4 separate regions of the Mus musculus genome follow, and all the other regions are linked to region 4. The links are chromatin contacts, called in public HiCAR-type, HiChIP or PLAC-seq and Micro-C maps. All regions are on one chromosome and are shown on one strand. The core of a region is the stretch at or near the end of the contact, and the rest is flanking DNA. Distances in the headings are between cores, read along the strand shown. Region 1 holds the start of Akain1 (A kinase (PRKA) anchor inhibitor 1). Region 2 holds the start of Alk (anaplastic lymphoma kinase). Region 3 holds the start of Zbtb14 (zinc finger and BTB domain containing 14). Region 4 holds the start of Lpin2 (lipin 2).

What was found. A called contact is a pair of places that touch in the nucleus more often than the background predicts. HiCAR-type assays count read pairs that join an accessible place to other places. HiChIP or PLAC-seq counts read pairs in DNA pulled down with a chosen protein or histone mark.
Region 1: a HiCAR-type map of astrocytes shows a contact between it and region 4, with 3 times the contacts expected there. The contact joins the promoter of Akain1 here to the promoter of Lpin2 in region 4. A contact is called at or near these places in 3 of 39 promoter capture datasets (embryonic stem cells, hippocampal neurons and pre-B cells) and 1 of 115 datasets of contacts at active chromatin or transcription factors (astrocytes).
Region 2: a contact with region 4 is called in an H3K4me3 HiChIP or PLAC-seq map of embryonic stem cells, with 6 times the contacts expected there. The contact joins the promoter of Alk here to the promoter of Lpin2 in region 4. A contact is called at or near these places in 2 of 115 datasets of contacts at active chromatin or transcription factors (astrocytes and embryonic stem cells).
Region 3: a contact with region 4 is called in a Micro-C map of embryonic stem cells, with 13 times the contacts expected there. The contact joins the promoter of Zbtb14 here to the promoter of Lpin2 in region 4. A contact is called at or near these places in 4 of 39 promoter capture datasets (hippocampal neurons, liver, pre-B cells and 1 more), 2 of 484 Hi-C or Micro-C datasets (both in embryonic stem cells) and 2 of 115 datasets of contacts at active chromatin or transcription factors (astrocytes and stem cell-derived neural progenitor cells).

The regions. Positions count from the first base shown.
Region 1 is chr17:69,438,064-69,440,768 of GRCm38.p6, reverse strand. Akain1 (A kinase (PRKA) anchor inhibitor 1) reads right to left here and starts at 1,443. Exons shown (of 2, transcript NM_001145192.1): 1 at 1,228-1,443. The coding sequence starts at 1,243. It overlaps A930029G22Rik (a long non-coding RNA gene), which reads left to right and starts at 529. Exons shown (of 2, transcript XR_003952217.1): 1 at 529-1,592.
Region 2 is chr17:72,602,752-72,605,647 of GRCm38.p6, reverse strand. It overlaps Alk (anaplastic lymphoma kinase), which reads left to right and starts at 1,341. Exons shown (of 29, transcript NM_007439.2): 1 at 1,341-2,620. The coding sequence starts at 1,939.
Region 3 is chr17:69,382,370-69,385,197 of GRCm38.p6, reverse strand. Zbtb14 (zinc finger and BTB domain containing 14) reads right to left here and starts at 1,394. Exons shown (of 3, transcript NM_009547.3): 1 at 973-1,394. Gm49894 (transcription initiation factor TFIID subunit 4-like) reads left to right here and starts at 1,017. Exons shown (of 3, transcript XM_030250167.1): 1 at 1,017-1,098; 2 at 1,187-2,022. The coding sequence starts at 1,017.
Region 4 is chr17:71,182,182-71,184,891 of GRCm38.p6, reverse strand. It overlaps Lpin2 (lipin 2), which reads right to left and starts at 1,360. Exons shown (of 20, transcript NM_001357791.1): 1 at 1,148-1,360.

The sequences.
Region 1 (2,705 bases), core at 194-2,693, 1.7 Mb after region 4:
ACCTCTCGGGGACTCAGGGACTGTCACTGGTCATTGACAGGTGGAGAGCTTCCTCTTCTTTCAGTGAAAAAATGTAAAAACCAGACCCAATTCTTTCCTTTTAGAAATGCTTTCTTTTTCTTCTCCAATGTCTGTTCCCCTGCCCAGGACATTTTCAAACCTGTTTCTCAAATTAAAGACCCCCAAAGCTGACAGAGTGATGCTATGTGTTTCCTACTACCTGCTGTACACTGCCCCTAAAAAGAAGTACAGCCAAAACAAACAAAAACAAGAAGGGGAACTGCGAGAGGGAGTCAGGGCAGGCAAACTGAAAAAGAAGGTTAGAAAGATGAAAGAGAAAAACCAGAGAGAGAGAGAGAGAGAGAGAAACTTTGGACGTAGAAATGTTAACTATAAACGGGTCCACGCTTCATTCAGCCCACCACACACACACACACACACACACACACACACACACACACACCTAGGTCGAGGCCCTAGCAGAAGCACCTGAACGCGCGTGCGCGTGCACAGAGAGAGAGAGAGAGAGAGAGAGAGAGAAAGAGAGAGAGAGAGGGGGGGGAGAGGGAGAGAGAGAGAGAGAGAGGAGAGAGACTGATAAACCCGCCAACCTCAGATAAATTTGACTCTTCAACTTGTAGCCTCCAATCGCAGCAAAAGGACGAAGGTCCTTCGCCACCTGCCAGCAGAAGACGCTGCAAGCGCCCGCGGCGCCGCAGTAGCCTCTCTCCTGCTGCAGTCCCGACAGAGTTTCAGATCCAAATCCATAGGGCTAGCGCTCCTCTTCCCCTCGCCCCGCTCCCCTGCCTTCGACCTCCTCTGGAGGCCCGGAGGAAGGAAGCAGGGCACTTTGCCACTTCTAAGGAAGGGGAGGAGAGGCGGCGACAGAGACTCCCACAGAAGGAGCCCCAAGCCCTGTATCCTTCTCCCCACTCCCCGCCCGCACACCCGCGCAGGTCCGATGCTGGCGAGTGGGCCACTTGCCAAGGTGTCGGTGCTCACTCCGGGTGCCGGGATTCAGGCGGGACTGTGAGACGGAAAGGTTGGGGTTGCAGATGAGGCGGGTGTGGGAGAGGGGCGACCCGGCGGTCTCCACCCCCCGGGCCACTGCAACTCCAAAGCACGCATAGGGACCCCCGTCGTCTTAAAGGCCTTCCCTCCGGGTGCGTTCGCCTCCCGCCCCGCTCCCCGCCTGGACGTCTGCGGAAAAAGAAGATAAAAGAGTACCTGGAGCGAACACCATGACTTCCTTCAGCCGCTACACCCTTGGGTTTCTAGAGGTGGACAGACAGAGGGCGGGAGCCGACGGGGGACCGGGGAACCGCGGGGCCGGGAGCAGACGGGCGCGCAGGGTGCGGGCGGGACGGTCAGCACCTCGGACAGCTCCCTGCGCGCGGTCCCGGGCCGCGGCTCAGCGCTGGGCGCGCGCTGCCTCCACAATGCACCGCTCCGCCGGCGGGAGGAGGAGAGGCAACCCGGCTCAGCTCCTCCTCGGTCCCCGCGCCAGCTTGGCGATTCACCGCCGAAGGAGCAGGGCGCTTCTACCGCTTCCACCGAAGCAGGAAGGACGGAAGGGGAAGCCAGACAGAAAGGTAATTGCCCGGTTTCCCGGCAGGCGCACAACTAATTGCTTCTAACTACCTGCTGTCACTCACCCCCAGGGATGCCGGGCTGACATTTAAGATGAGTTTGTCCCTTTCCCCACATCGCACTAGACTTTACTCCAGAGGCTGAGTTCTTGGAGTGTGGCTGTCTCTGAACAGAGGGAGGAACCACCAAGTTAACCCGTCTTTGCTGTTCACGACTTCTCTGGCTGCCCCAGGCCTCTCAATGTCAGCAAGAGAGCTAAAAGAGAAAAACAGGATGACCTTGCAATGCATGCATGACAAGGGCGCTGCTCGCGGGTCCTGTTCCCCGTGACCACTGGGTCAACTCCCACATTTGCAGGTTCTCAAGGTCATAGCCTGAGAGGAAACGGTGTTAGTCACTGCAAAAAAAAGTACAGATGAGACATGTCTCGGACAAACTCCAACTTCTGCACGGATGAGGAAAAACATCTCTGACATTGATTACATACTTAAGAGCTTGCCCAGATCTGGTTCAGTTGGTATCTGCGCCCTTTACAGTTGGTTCCACCCTGAACAAGGACTTGCTGGATGCTCACTGCAGGCTCCTAACCCGTAGTTCACTTGAAGATATCTGTTCCCTGATTAATGTTGGTGCGGTGTAGGCAACGCTCATTAGATGCCACCAGCTTGCAACACGCGCGTGTGGGTTTCAGTGACAGAGTCAAAAACCACATAAGGATCCCCTTGCCTTGGCTTTTATCCTCCATCTCTGTAGTTGAATGGGGTTGTCCAAAACCAAAGGCAATCAGAGTTTTTGGGCATTCTTCACCTTTTCCTGGAAATAATAGCGCTGTTCTAAAAGCACAGTACTAACAATTTGATTAAAAGCCTTAAGCTCTACCCTGTTTTGGCAAACATAGGCATTTAAATAGCCAGGCTGGCACCGAGTTTGTTCAAAGCCATAATAGGTTGAAAATGTAAATAGTTTCACAAATCTTGAACTACGGTTATCATGGAGGCATCTGGGCAGCTTCAACACAACACAGTCACAAATGCTCTTAGCACCTGGTGTCATAGGAGATGAAACAGATGGGGCCTGCCTCAGCACGATGCAAATCAGCCAATGGGTAGGAAAAA
Region 2 (2,896 bases), core at 92-2,591, 1.4 Mb before region 4:
AGCCTCTGGCCTGCTACTCATGGACCGCTAGGGCAAAGTAGCAGTCAAGAGGACTGGAGGGTGGGCTTGGAAGTCTCACATGAGCAAATGATCCAGAACTGGAATTAAAAATATCCGTCTCATGTGTGGTGGTTTATGCTTGTAATCCCAAATCCCAGCACTTGAAAAGCCGGAACAGGATTTCCAAGAGTTCCTAGTCAGTCTAGGCAGTGTAGTGAGTTCAAGCCCAGCCTGGGCTACAAAAACGAGGTCGTATTTCAAAAAAGGCCAAAATAAAAAAAGTGAATAAACAAATAGTGTCGTGGTGGGGTGGTTGCTCAGCGGCAGAGCGTTCGCTTGTCTTATAGAAGGCTCTGAGTTTCATCCCCAGTTTCTGTCTGGAAACCTGTGCAGACACCATTATGAGAAAACCAAGTGGCTGACAGGTCTGACAGCATTTGTTGCGGCTAAAGCCGAAGAAGAACAACTCAGGCTCTCAGGAATGCTTTCAAATAACAGGAGTGTTGGAGAAGGTTCCCTTTCAAGGCTCCAAGGCTCTTGAATCTTGCAGGGCCTCGCTACCCCTGCCTCCTTCTGGTTTTTCTTTGCCTCCAGATTTATTCCGGAACCTGCTCCTCTGAAGTCGGACACATTTAATCTGTTAAATGTATAATTAGACAGAGTGTTTGGTTGCAACGATCGCTTCCAGTTTTCCCATTTATCCAAAATACTCTCTTGTTCGCACAGCGGAGAAATAGGGCAGGCAATCTGGAGGAAGGAACAGGCACCAGCAGCGGGAGGCGGGGCGGGCTTGGTGCTTTTCTCAATGAATACTGAGGCCTCTGCAGATTTGCATAGGAGCAGATCTCGCAGCGGCATTGGCCGGCGGGCTTGGAAGGGGGCGGGGCCGGCTGCGTGGGCTGGGCGGCTGCGCTGAGTTCGCTCTAGAGCCCCGCCCCTCGCGGAGGCCCCGCCCCCCTTCGGCGCGCGCTCGCGGCACTGCCAGCTGCAAGTGGCGGGCGCCCAGGCAGATGCGATCCAGCGGCTCTGGGGGCGGCAGCAGCGGTGGCAACTGGCACCTCCCGCTGCTTCTGTCCAGCGGTTCTCGGGGGGGCAGTAAGACGTTTTCCGTTCGCCCCCTGGCCAGTCAACAAAACCGCGGGCGCTGCTGGTAGGTGAGGAGGGGGCTGGCTACATTGCGGGCTCCTCTGCCCGGAATGTTTTCACTAGTCGCCAGCGGCCAGGGCCGCCCGGGTGCTTGGGAGTGAACTCCGAGGAACCAAGACGTCGGTGACGGCAAGGACGCTGCAAACTTGCGCGCGTGGAGGCAGCGGGAGCCTCCTCTCCGCAACGCAGAGCTCGTGTTCACGCCCAGAAGTTCAGCGGGCAGGGTGATCGATCCGAAGACTTCCTGCAGCGGAGGTCACTTGAGGGGGCGCTAGAAAGCAGCCCCCTCCGGTGGTCCTTGCCTAGACCTGGGAAGGAGCGCAGAGGAGGTGACAGGAGCGGAGGACGTGGGCAAGACAGTGACCGACTCGGAGCCACGGTTCACAGCCTGGAAAGTTGCAGAAGATTGGAAGCTAAGAGGAGAGCTCTGGTCGCCGAGGGCTCCTTGAACGGTACCTAATTGCCACCTCCCTGGTCCCTGAGCAAAGGCCTCTACAAATGGGGCGCAGCACGGCGAGAGGCGCAGGATCCAGCTGTTGAGCCCAGGGTGTCTCACTGTCTCCGAACTACCCCCTGACTTTGTCTTCCGTTTTGCTGAGAACCCTTCTCGCCTCCTTGTAGCTTGGGAAAAGCAAGGGCGCTCTATAGTGTACACACAGTCCCTGAGATCTAGTGGAAGGAGCCATTCAGGACCAAGGACTATTTGGAGCCCTTTCCTGTTTGGGGGAGAGTGAAGGGCGAGGCTGGACCAGCAAGGGAAGGGAGACTAGTGTAAACTCGCCCTCCAGCGGGATGGGAGCTGCTGGGTTCCTGTGGCTGCTGCCTCCACTGCTTTTGGCAGCAGCCTCGTACTCCGGAGCTGCAACCGATCAGCGCGCGGGTTCCCCAGCCTCAGGGCCTCCTCTGCAGCCCCGGGAGCCGCTCAGTTATTCGCGCCTGCAGAGGAAGAGTCTGGCAGTGGACTTCGTTGTACCCTCGCTCTTCCGCGTCTATGCCCGAGACCTGCTGCTACCGCAGCCACGGTCCCCCTCGGAGCCCGAGGCTGGCGGGCTGGAGGCGCGGGGATCACTGGCCCTGGATTGTGAGCCTCTGCTCAGGCTGCTGGGGCCACTGCCTGGAATCTCCTGGGCAGATGGAGCCAGTTCTCCTAGTCCCGAGGCGGGTCCGACGCTGTCCAGGGTGCTGAAGGGAGGCTCGGTGCGCAAGCTCAGGCGTGCCAAACAGCTGGTGCTGGAGCTGGGCGAGGAGACGATTCTTGAAGGCTGTATTGGTCCCCCAGAGGAGGTAGCGGCTGTGGGGATACTCCAGTTCAACCTCAGCGAGCTGTTCAGCTGGTGGATTCTCCACGGCGAAGGGAGGCTGAGGATCCGCCTGATGCCTGAGAAGAAGGCATCGGAAGTGGGCAGGGAGGGAAGGCTATCCAGTGCGATCCGAGCCTCCCAGCCCCGCCTTCTCTTCCAGATCTTCGGGACGGGTGAGCAGCTCCCACTAGAGTGTGTTGGGATTTGCATTTTTAGTTATACGACATGTAGACACTGCTAACTAACTCTTATTCTTCTAGCCCCCTTTTCATCGTACTTGAACTTAGACCCGTGGTTTCTTTTTATGTGCTTAAACATAGTAACTTCCCAATAGAACCTTCTCTCTCTCTCTCTAGCAACCAAGTTGGGAGAAAAGTTTTCCAGTGTTGGCAGAATGCCTTCCACTGACTTACACACGATCCCACTGGATCATAATTGGATGCCCTCCT
Region 3 (2,828 bases), core at 145-2,644, 1.8 Mb after region 4:
TTCTTTATCCACACCACTTCCTGTTGGGTGCACATTTTCCTTTAAGAACTATAGACATCTAGATGCATGTTTGAATATCGGACGGCTGCAGGAACACACATACCCAACAGCTAAAGAGTGGAGAAATAAGCATGCCACTTTGTCTACTACACAATTACAAACTTGTCTCCAAGACTGCCATGGAGAAATCTTACATTTTTCTCCCTCCATCCCCGGATGCAGGTTCAAAGAATTTTCTTTCGTTCTTAACTCTCACCCAAAGAACTCCACATCCTGCAGCCCAACAGGCTTTGAAGAACAAAAATTTCCTCTACTGACCACCAATCCCACAAGTGCAGTAGAAGCAGGTGGCCGTGTTACAATACAGTCCTACACAATGACTTTGTCCGAGATTCCACCAAAGGGTCGACATCCTGAGAACCCATAACAAGTTCATACTATAGGAATCACAGGGCTCTGAGTTAGCAGGCTTTCCCATGTGCACGGAGTGAGGGCTGGTAAGATAGTTTCTAAGGATGCTCCCTCCAGTCTTCACCTCAGCCTTCCTGGGTTCTAGATGCACCCTGGGCCGGCAGTCAGCCTAAGGGAAGGCATTCCCTGCAGAAATTCCCTCCGTGGCACTTCTGAGGTCATGGACTTGGGAGAAGAGTGGCCCTATGGTAGCTATGGCAACATATCAGCGTGCGTACGCCTTCTCGATTCTGGTGAGTGTGTAATTCTTTTTCAAAGGAGGTCACAGGGCAATCGGCTCGGTTTTTTTTTCCCCCTATAGAGATGTTCCCATTGCTAAGTTCAAATGAGTCAAACCTGAAGATAACCATTGCCAGTATGTGTGTAAGTAGGTGTAGGACAAGACATAGCCCAACACCTATAATACTATAAAGCAGCTCCTTGCTAGCAGCTCCCCAAATCGCGGGAGCGTTAAGGCGTCCTCACCGAGCACAGAGCCAGGCTTTCCCAAAGCAAACTTACATAAGCAGCCGCAGCCGCCTCCTTATTCCGGAGCAGCTGCGACAATGGCGGCCACACCACTTCCCTGTTGCGACCGCACAACTTGGGAGTGGGGAATCCGGGGCCCCGCGAAAGACATGGGGCGCAGTCCGCGCGTGGGGAGCCCACATTCGCATTTCGCAGCCAATGAGCCGCCGGATGCAGCGAGCCCTCAGCATTCTCTCCTAAACAAAAGCTCCCCTGAGCTGTGCCCGCCAGCGACGGGCCACCTTCCCTTCCACCATCCTCCACTTCTCCAGGTCGCGGCGCGGGCGCGAGGCTCTCTTCCTTGGCCCGCAGCAGCCCCGGCGGCGCGACGAGCTCGGGAGCGGGCATGCGGCCGGTTCCGCAGCCCCGCGCCGCGCCGCGCCCTGCTCCGCCCGCGAGCCCCGAGCTCGCGCCCCGCGCACTCCGCGGCCTGCGCGTCTGGTCCTCCCGCGCCCTCCCGCGGCCAAGGGCGGGGGCGGCGCGCGGCCGGCTCCCCGGAGCTCGGCGGACGCAGGCGGGGGAGCGTGCGCGGGGGGTCCCGTCGGCTCCGGGGGAAACCACAGCTGCGAGGGGCGGCGCCCCGCGGGCCGCGCTCGGGCCCGGCTCGGCCGTCCCCACCCCCACCGCGGTGCACTGCGGCGCGGAGAGCCAGGCGGCCATGAACTCGGCCGCGGAGAGAGAGCGCGCGCGCGGGGCCGCCGCCTGGCCTCTTCCCCACCCGCTCGCTGGCCTGCGCAGCCACCGGGGACGCCCGGCCCCCCACGCCCAACCGCGGCCCACGCCCCGATCCCGCTCGCACCGCGCTGCGCCGCCACATCCTGCAGCTGGCTGCTGCCCCGGAGCTCGGCGGGAACGCGCCTCCTCGCAGCCGCCCCGGCCGCGCCCGCCGCCGGCTGCCCCCGCGTCCCCGCGCCCGTCCCCGGCCCTTCCAGCACCCGGCCCGCGCTTACCTGCAGCTTGGCACCGCTACAGACGCTCGCTGTCGCTGTGGGCTCCCTCGCTCGGCAGCGCGCAAGCCAGGGACGGGATGGACGCGGGGGCACGGTGGGTGGCAGTGTTTTGGATTTTTTTTTAATTTTTTTTTTTCTGAGTTTGGGGAGGGGGTGGGGTAGGGGGGGAATCGTGCACGTCCCTGGTGGTGGCAGCCCTCCTCCTGCACGAGCACACACTAGCCAACCCGCCGCGAACACCCCCACCACCCCCCTCCCCGTGCATGCGCGGTGCGGGCTCCGGGGTAGTGGGGGGGAGAGAAGGCGCGCCGCCGCTTGCGCAGGCACGGAACTGGCTGGGGCCTCCCTCGTGAGCGAGCGAGGAAAGGGTTAATCTGGGACCTGACGGGTGGTTGCTTTCCCTGGGTCTACGGGGCCGCCCGCGGAGAGCCCTGGCCTGCGCACGCGCGCGCACGCGCGCGGCAAGGGGCGCGCGGAGCCCGCGCGCGGGAGAAGGGGGTGGGCGGGGTCGGGGCGGGGCTTCTGCCGGCCAGGGGAGCGAATGCACGAGCTCCTTTCTCGAGCACCCGCCCCCTCCTGGAGCTCCCGACTCCAGGGCTCCCGCCGGCGCCCGGCCTCGGCACTGCGTCGGGAACGCGGGGAGCCTGCGCTCCCGTGCGTGTGCGTGTGCATGTGCGTGGGCCATGTCTGCCCCTGGGCGCGCACGGTTCGGGCGCTGAGCTCGGCCTGGCTTTTGGGCAGGTGTCCCGGTGCACCGTCTGTCTCCCCTGTACCGTCTCGACCGAATATCCAGGCTCATGGCTTGGTTCGTGCCACTGAGGCATTGTTTATGGGGAGCAGGCATTTGCAGAGCAAATGAAGTGCCATTTTTGATTTGGAGTATAAGGGGAAATTCCGGTC
Region 4 (2,710 bases), core at 111-2,610:
AGAGCCTCTTAAGCATACAGCTGCTCTGCCGAATCTCAATTTTGCCACAAACGCGAAAGTAGACCCAGCCATTTCATTTCTAGCATGCTACAGCTATTCTGCTACTACCTCGAACTTGAAGATCGCTGGGGCCGATAAACCACAATCAAGAACACATTTAACTAGGAGGAAGCCCGTAGGAGGCTACCCACGGGCAATGTGAGAGGGCACACCGGGCAGGGCAGCCCAACGAGGGCTAAAACACCTGTTTCCTCCCACACTTGGTGGCTGGCTGGGTTGCTAACCCAGTCTAGCAATACCTGCCACGATTCGTAGTTTTAAGCCAGTGAAAGCAATCAATGTCGGATCAACACAGACACTAACCGGCAAATGATCCCAAAATAGATTTCAAAATTCAACTTGTGTTATCATAACGTTTTAAATTAGTGAGGCGAGGTTCGGTACCAACTTAACCAGCATCCCTACTGCTGGGCAAATGAGCTTCAGCGCCATGCAAGAGCCTCAGTTTCCATTTTTAATTTTTTTTTAAGTCTCAAAGATGCATTAAAATAAGTGTGTGGCCGCTTGTTCAGTAATCCCTCAGTGCCTCTCCAAGTATCCTGCGTTCCAGTACTTTCTGAAAGCGAGGGCGATCTTCCTAGTCTTGTTCTGCATAATTATGGCTCCGAAACGCCATCCTAAATTTGAATGAAAATAATTTTCTTAGGCTGGGGTGGATCCGCGGCGCTCAAAACTGGGCCTCAGAGCTCCGGTTCCCACAGCCGACAGAACCTTCCAGGGCCCCGGGGGTCGCCGGCAACAGGCTACTCACATCTAAACCAGGTCCGCGGCCTGCAGGAGGCGGCGGCGACGGCGACGGCGGCGGCGGGCAAGCCAACGGCCTGAGGGAATAACTGCACCTCGCCAGTCCCGGCCGGGGGATGACCGCGACCGCGCGCCGGCGTCCGCTCCCCTCCCCCAGGCCCGGGGCTGCGGTCCCCGGGCGCGCCGCCCGCGGCTCGGAGGACCGCTGCCGACGTGAGGGTCTCCGCAGACGCCCGCGCGTCCTCAGGCGGCGCGGCCGCGGCTACGTGGCCCACGCGAGGCGAGGCCGCGAGCGGGGACGCGGCCCCCCGGGAAGCCCCGGCGCTGTCTCCGGCCCGCTTACCTGCGGCACCGCGCGCGGCTCTCACTCGGCGGACTGTTGTGCAGCCCCGCAGGGATGCCCCAAGAAGCGGGGGAGCAGGGGGCGGGGCCGCCGCCTCCGAAGCCGCGGGCTACAGCGGAGCCCGCCGGGCCTCATGAATGGGACGCGGCGGCGGCAGCAGCGGCGGCGGCGGCCGAGCTGGCGGTAGACTGCGCGCACGCCCCGCCCCGGCCCGGCCACGTGACGCGAGCTCCGCCCCCGCCGGCCGCGCGCCTGGAGCCCTGGGCCCCTCCGGGGAGAGAGCAGCTCGACGCCGGCGCCGGCCTCAGAAGGGCGCTTTAAAAAAAAGTTTCCTCCGGTCCCCATGGCAACCTTGCGGCGCTGCGTCGGGCTTCAGAGTCCAGCTACCAAAAAAGAGTGCAAACGGTCTGCTGCATAATGGTGTCCCCGCGTAACGCGAGTGCACCATCATGGGATCACTGCAGAACCCGTATCTTTCCTTATTTACCCTTGGAGCTCGGTGATAACACCGCCTACTTAAAAAGTGCACTTTAACGGCTGCAGCTGCGAGTGTTAGTGACGGCGGCTGTTTTTCGTCTTGTATATCTGCAGCTGGTTCTTTCGATGGAAGGCCATGGCATCACTTCTAAATGCTTGTTAATTTCTTCGTGCTCACCGCGAGCATGAACAGTGTGACACAGTCTTCCGGCCGCTGAGCCATGCATTTATACAAACTCTCTCCGGTATGGGCCTGGGCACAGCAGTTTCTTTGCAACAATGAAGCGCGGTGAGCATAGTCTGTGCTGGGACCCGGGAAACCTTTCGTTTCCCTGCCTAAGTACCGCCGTGTGGAATTCAACCAGATTGCCTCAGTAGTTACCAAGGTCCACAGAGACACCCAAACCTACTGGGATTTTTCACTTCAGCGTGGCTCTTCATCTGATCTACCAGTGAAAGAAATGTTTTCAAGGTTGAAAGTTTCCCGTAAATGCTCGAGAAATACTACTCCTCCGCTGTGGGGAAGTGCAATTAAACCCAGAGAACCCAGTCCTCAATCCCCAAGTCAATGCACTGGGAACAGCTACACCTTCATTCCCATTGGGAGCCCAATGTAGCTTGCAGCCCAGACTGTAGAACACGCTGTTACTGTTTGTTCTCTAGCTTCTCATTCTTGACTTTTCCTGTTTCTCTCGGGATAGTTTCATTACCTCCTACCTTGGGAGGGAAATATTCTCACGCTTCCTTCCTCTCATCATGCAGAAAGCAGCAGACAACCCGCCCTTCCTCTGTCACCGCCCCCTCTGGGCTTTGACACCTTACTCAGAAGGATTGGTTCATGTTTATAGTATTTTCCTCATTCTCTAGTGGCTGCCTGCTTCATGCTACTACTGAGGCAGAAGAGGAACTAATTAAATATTTGTTGACTGTTCCTCGACTTCCCCCAGCTGATACCTGTAAAGTTGGGGCACACCCAACTCCCATCTGCTTCACTGCCCAGAGTCTTTCCTCACCTTCTGACCCTACCACCTTCCAGTTTCATGGCCAAGAACCTTCCCCCACCAATCATCGGTCTGCTAGTCTAGA